Regions from separate parts of the Sus scrofa genome. Here region 1 is linked to region 2. A link is a contact called in public HiChIP or PLAC-seq data. All regions are on one chromosome and are shown on one strand. The core of a region is the stretch at or near the end of the contact, and the rest is flanking DNA. Distances in the headings are between cores, read along the strand shown.

Region 1 (3,194 bases), core at 48-2,547, 86 kb after region 2:
ATAATCACCATGACGCATTTTACATTCAAACAGCTTGTAACCAAAGGGTATTCATTCAAAATTGATTTTAAAAAGTTTAACTAGTTTTACTTAACTAATTAAAGACTGGATAATTAAAAAAAATATAATCCATCTTGATTTTTCTTTCCATATCCATAAAATGAAGAGCTTTTCCTTAGTTTTTTACACGACATACCGGTAAATCTTGTGGCATTAGCCCTAGAAAAGGAAAAACACTTTAGCTTTACAAGACTATAAACATAAAGAAAACTTAAAAAAAAAAAAAAAAAGAAGAAAGTATTTCACAAAGTACTATTTATTGTCCTTATAATGGTCTATCTCAGAAGCCAGATCCGTATAAGGTTTTTCAACAGAAATTCAGGTTCGGGATAGGATCATCATAGACAGACCAAGGACATAATGTTGACTGTCAAGAAAAGTATGTCTACTCACAGAAATATCTCAGGAACTTCACAGCAATCTGGCCTCTTTCAATAGGCAGACAGCGACCCCTCACTGTTGGCAGAGGGGAAAAAAAAAAAAAGACACAATGTAACAAACTTCTCAAATTATAAAATCCAGGCACCAATAACTTCACATCTGCACATTGGTCTTATCTCAGAAGCCGAATCCGTATGTGCTTTTTTTTCTTCAGGTAATCAGCTTCGGGATAGGTTTCATCATTGATCAGACCAAAGCACTACCAGTGATTTACCATAAACCAAAGCAACATTAAAAGTACGTTAGAAATACTATAGATGTTGTAAGCCACATAACTTACTTCAGAATGACGCTGCCATCAGAGATATCCATAACTTCATTAGCAATCAACAACCTGCAGGATGCTGTTTTGAGCACAAGAAAAAAAACCCAAAACTCATTTAACCTGTCTATGGAAAAAGCATATGCAGACTCAAAATACTAGTTAAACACATACCTGCTAAGATCATTAGGTTTTAACCATGTCGTTTTCCAGCAAACATTCTCCCCTATGTTTTGCACTCTTCCTTTTCCTCTAAAAAAAAAAAAAAAAACGTACCATTTCAAATAGTGTACCACCGCTTCTCCTGTCAACAAGAGGTTTACTTTCTCAGTTCTAAAAACTAAGTTCAACAATACTTACCTCAGCATCTTCACTTAAGAGCTCCGTTACACCGAGAGCCATCGCTCCTGCGGGGCAAATCAATATATTTAAAATTAAGTAGTCTCGGAGAATTTCAGCACTAAAATCCTCTCCTTCAATACGATTTGCACACAGCGCCGCCTGGGGACAATACAGCTCAGCCCCACGTAGTTAGGGGCTGCGGATCTTGAAATCTCCGTTGGATCTGGTGGTGGGACGGACACCCTATCAACAAGGCGTTTTGCTCTTAACGTCAACACTAACCCCTAGCCCCAAATCCCAGGGATATGGTTGCTTTCCGGCAGTCGTTTAAGTTGAGCCAGCTAGCTCCCCGGGCTTAGCAACAAGGCCGCGCGCAACGCCGCGGCCACCAGAGGCGGCCTCCGCACGCATAAACTCGAAGCCGGCCACCACCACGACTATGGACACGTGGCGGTCTGGTGGCATGTTTCCCACGTGCAAGTTTTCAACACAGCACTCTTAAGTTCAAATTTCTGAAGCCTCTTCAACCGTACTGCAGCCCCACAACCTAAACTGCGCCACCCAGGTTCGCTCGGACAACCGCCCGCGGCGCCTACTTACCTAGCACAACCTAACAAACCCTTGAGTCCCGACGTAAAAGACCGACCCACGCATCCAGCAGTTCCCTATATAGTCTCTCCCTAGCCAGAGCGAGGCCGCTCCTCCCTCTCGCATCTATTGGATGCGGGAGAGCACGGGGGCGTGGCCGGTTTCTGACCTAGTGAGCGAGAGCGCGCCAGGGGGCTCTTTTCTTTCGTGGGCTCGTTTCGGGGCGTGGTGCGCGCGCCGTCCTTCTGCGGCGCGCACGCTCAGTCCCCGGCGCGCGCCCGCGCGCGCCGCGCTTAGTAGCTTCCTCGTCTGGCTCTACGTGGCGCGGGAGTGGCGCCAGAATTCAAACGAACAGTCGCCTTTGGAGGCGAAGCTGCCGCCTAGCTCGAGCCAAGTACGCCCCGGGCGGATGGGGCGGCTCGGGGTCAGGAGTGGACTAGAGTTTTGCGGCGCGGGACGGCCCAGTCTGTGACCCATTCGAGAAGTCGCGCTAGCTGGTTGGCAGACGCCTTGGGGGAACTGACGCTCAGGAATCGCTGCACGCCCGTAAAGAGAAATTGGAGGGCCGAACTGCTCAGTTGGAAATAGTTGGCGATAGCGCCGCGTTTCTCCTCCCGTCCACAGTGAGAAGGCTGCCTTTCTGGAGAGCCGGCCGGCTGCGCTGCAAGCGGTCGAGCTGCGGTCTGTCGGGGCCCGCCCCACCCCCACGCTGCCGGGTGCCCGGGTGCCCGGCGCTGCTGTTACGCTCTGATCAGCACAGAGATTAGCAGACCCGAGAGGTAAATCCTCCGTTTGCCAGAGAACTAAACTGACGCCTGAAGTAGCTAAGCGATTTTCCTAAATCCATACAACCAAAAGCTTTGCTATTTAACTTCTTTTATCATACTAAATTCGTTATCATGAATGCAGGAGAAAGAGTAATTTGAGAAATTTCCTAGAATACTTTATCCAAACGATACATTAATTCAGTAGCAACGGTTGCATTAATTAGTGTGTGTGGATAAATATGTGTACATATATGCGCACATGGGAACAAGCATTTGAACATTTCAGCATTTGAAAATTCACGTCTTCATAGCACTTACTACTCATTATTATGGACGTGTGCGTTTGTTTATTGTCCTCGCTTGGTGCACCGCTCTTTATTGTTCTGCCTTAAGGTGATTGTCGGTAACTATTGGTGGAATGAATGAATGAATAAATGTAGGCGGTGGCTTTTTAGAAAATTAAAATGAAGACCAAATTCCAGATGTGAATAGCAAATGTCTGTAACAGGAACCTAAGTGATGCAGTGTTTACTTGGCTGGGCATTATGCTGAAAATATTGTTTTGTAATGTACAATGTAAATTTGCATATTGCTCATATTTAAAAAACTAAAATATTACATAAAAAAAGCAAAGTAGGAAATCCCGTTGTGGTTCAGCGGTACTAATGCTGTCTCAGAATGCAGGTTCAATCCCCTTGCTCAGTGGGTTAAGATACCTATGCTGCCGCATGCTG
Region 2 (3,259 bases), core at 662-3,161:
ACAACACATAACACTGGATGCTATAATTAAGCAGGTGACCTCAGAAATTTAGTTCAACCTGCTCCCACACAGCTGTGCTACCCTGGAGACCTAGACTGATCCAGCTCCCAAAGAAGATGGATAAGAATCCCTGAACAAAAGGTAACAATCCTATAAAGTTTACATGTCTTTCGTACTAAACCTGCTAATCCGGCGTGAAATGCCTTCCAGATGACAAAACTGGTTAAGGACTTAATAGTTTCTATTCTAATTCCACCACGCCTTCCACACCCTTAAAATCAAACATTTTACCATCACAAACTACATTTTCCAGTAAAATATCAATAATCGCTCTTTAAATCCAGTACTATATAAACCCAGAAACAACATGAAAGTAAAGCGGGGAGTTCCCGACATGGCTCAGTGGTAACAAACCCGACTGGTAACCATGAGGAGGCGGGTTCCATCCCGGGCCTCGCTCAGTGGGTTAAAGGATCCGGCGTTGCCATGAGCTGCGGTGTAGGTTGCAGGCACGGCTGGAATCCCGCGTTGCTGTGGCTGTGGTGCAGGCCGGCAGCTGCAGCTCCATTTCGACCGTAGCCTGGAAACTTCCATTATGCCACGGGCTAAATGGCGGAAAAAAAGAAAAGAAAGAAAGCGAAGAGGCCGGGGAAGAAACCCAACTTCCACACAGGAACAGGAAATGGTTATCCCAGAGCAAAATTACCATATTTCTTGTGAATGCTTCCCCGTTCCCAACCTTGGGGGATCAACTAAGTCCAGATAAAGAGTAAGGATGGCTGCCGTTCGAAATCTGAAAAACATCGTGCAGGTGCTGTCGCTGACAACTAACTGTCTCAGATTTCTTAACCACCAAGAGCAAATGTGGAAATAATTCTGAAGGAACACGTCTCCTCTACCACCTATTTCATCGCTACCGTTACTAAAAACACCAAAATGAAGGAAATCGACCAGTTTATTTCAGAGGCAGAATCTTGCGCTTTCAAAATGTCAACTAAATTAGCAATTTTAACCTCAGTCTTCCCTTTAGGAATATTCTAGAGATGCTACTACTATTTCGCGCTCTTCGATACAACAAATCTTTATGACGGTGCATTGTAACCAATAACACTGGGGAAAACCTCGGTGGTGATCTCCAATGTGGGTGGGTGGGCGTGCGCGCGCGGGGAGAGCAAGGAGAGTCAGTCTAAAACTTCCACTGCGAAGGAACCCTGTACTCTCCTCCATCAGCTGGCGGCACCGCCCCCTCATGGCCTCAATTCGGCGACCGACAGATTCATGCTTCTGAAAAGCATCGATGCTGGAGGCCCAGCTTTTAAGAAATGGGTGAAAAGAAGGTAAGAATAGGGGCCGGATGGCTGAAGAGGGGAGGCCTTAGAAAAGGGGTCCCTTGAGCCCAGGCCCCACCGCACTTCCGGGCACCAGCGCCCAGCCAGGCTCCCCAAGGCCGCTCTCTCCCCAGAGGCCCCGCAGCCCGCCCCACTTCCCGCAGCTGCGCAGCCCCACAGTCTCCGCACTGCGAAGCAACAGGGCCTGAGTCCGCAGTTTCGGAGGAAAGCTGCCCGCCACCCAGCTAGCTTGCGCTGCCGCGTTACCTGTTGAGGAGCAGGGAGGCGGCGCTGAGGCACAGCAGCAGGAAGCAGAACAGTGGGTACTGGCGACAAATCTCGCGTCCCACGTCCAGCCTCAACCGCTGCTTCAGCTTCTCCCCCATCGTCCGCATCCAGGGCGCCATCTCCGTCGGCGTATCTGAGGCTGCACTACAGACTGAGGTTGAGGTTGAGGGGACCCCCCCATCAACCACCCACGACGCCGCCCCTCCAAGCCCTGCGGCGGACCCGGAGAGCCGGCGACCGGCGGACGGTCAGCGGGCTGCAGCCGCCCAAAGCCCCGCCCGAGGGCGCCGTCGCGCGTGCGCGGCCACGCCCCCCGCGGCCGGGCAGGCCGCCGTACGACGTGTCTTTCGTCACCCCGCGCAAGGCGGGTCGGTTTGCGGGTTAGCTCTCTGGGTCAGAGCCGCGCAGCCCTGGGTGGATGGCCCCTTTCGCCAGCGACTGCACCTTTTTGGAAATCGGGGGGAAGCTGCAGCACCCAGTAATTGCCTGTGTTGCAGAGAAGAGGCGGAAGGCTGTGCCCGAGCATAGGAGAAACTGCAGACCCCGCGGCCACCGGATCCTGCCTGCAGGACTCCTCGAGCTCGCGGGGCCCACTGGGGACTGTAGTCTTTGTGACGTGAGCTCCGCCACCGCTCTCCACGCCTCTTCTCTATAGGCTCAGCTCGGCTTGGGGACAGGTCCAAGCTTTGCAAGACGCCCAAGGTGGGGGCGGGGGGGAAACACCTCTCAGTCCCTGTTTTGCACGGGCCGCGCGCGGGTGAGTAAAACCACCCTGGAACAGGGAAAAGTCGAACCCACCTGGCCGCCACTCGGTGGCGAGAACATCTTTTACGCGTCCAAAGGCGAGGTAGACCTCAGCTCACCACAGTCCCGCGGCCCTAACCAAAATCCAAGTATTTGCTGAGGCGCGTTGGCAGGTTAGGTTAAATACCGTTTGCAGTCTGGTGGGGCTTCTCGCTTTACTAAGTTAGCACATTTCTAAATTTTAATTTCTGTATTCTCCACTACTCTGACAGATACAGAAAGACGTCGTAATAAGTAAAATTTATTTAGGCGGCGCGCTAAGTACTTTAACGTCCACACATTCACTTCATGATATAGGTACTCTGGTTTCCCCCATCTTACAGCTAGATTACCGACGTTAGTGAGGCAGAGAGGAACTTTGCTCAGAATCAGAGCTAGCGAAACAGGGATTTGAAGCCAGAGCCAGTTTTCATGCTGCCTGTCTTTTCTCTTTCTTAGTATCTTATCCTCTAAAGTGCGGAGACAGACATGTTCAGAAATGATTTTTTTTAAACATAAAAATCATGGTGTATGGCAGTTGAGTATTTTCCCATGTTATTATACTGAATACATGGGTCATTTCTTTGCATTATTTTCCTTCAGAATGTACCATCCTTTATTCTGTTAATGCTAATTTTTTTATATCTTTGATATTATCGTTACCACCCTTAATCACACATCTATACTCGTTTATAATTATGACTTTAGGGTCAATATCAATAACGACTGCTGGATCAAAGAATAGGAACATGATACATACTGACAAATTTCTTCCCAGAATGGTTTACTAGTTCCACAATGGTATTTAAGGTATCCATTTCACTGATCCTCATCCTTAGGTATTGTTTAAACATCATAAA

Evidence for each region. HiChIP or PLAC-seq counts read pairs in DNA pulled down with a chosen protein or histone mark.
Region 1: a contact with region 2 is called in an H3K27ac HiChIP or PLAC-seq map of skeletal muscle. The contact joins the enhancer-like site here to the promoter of SNX14 in region 2. A contact is called at or near these places in 2 of 5 promoter capture datasets (fetal liver and liver), 9 of 47 Hi-C or Micro-C datasets (brain, embryonic fibroblasts, fetal heart ventricle and 3 more) and 2 of 2 datasets of contacts at active chromatin or transcription factors (alveolar macrophages and skeletal muscle).

What each region holds. Positions count from the first base shown.
Region 1 is chr1:54,631,909-54,635,102 of Sscrofa11.1, forward strand. No RefSeq gene overlaps it. Among named protein-coding and RNA genes, the nearest start is that of SYNCRIP, 35 kb to the left of the region's middle. Within about 2 kb of position 1,298, at least 74 of the 83 cell types and tissues checked have an H3K27ac peak or open chromatin away from gene starts, as enhancers often do. A contact at or near this core is called in alveolar macrophages, brain, embryonic fibroblasts and 2 more, where this site is marked.
Region 2 is chr1:54,545,293-54,548,551 of Sscrofa11.1, forward strand. It overlaps SNX14 (sorting nexin-14), which reads right to left and starts at 1,912. Exons shown (of 31, transcript XM_001927319.7): 1 at 1,596-1,912. The coding sequence starts at 1,735.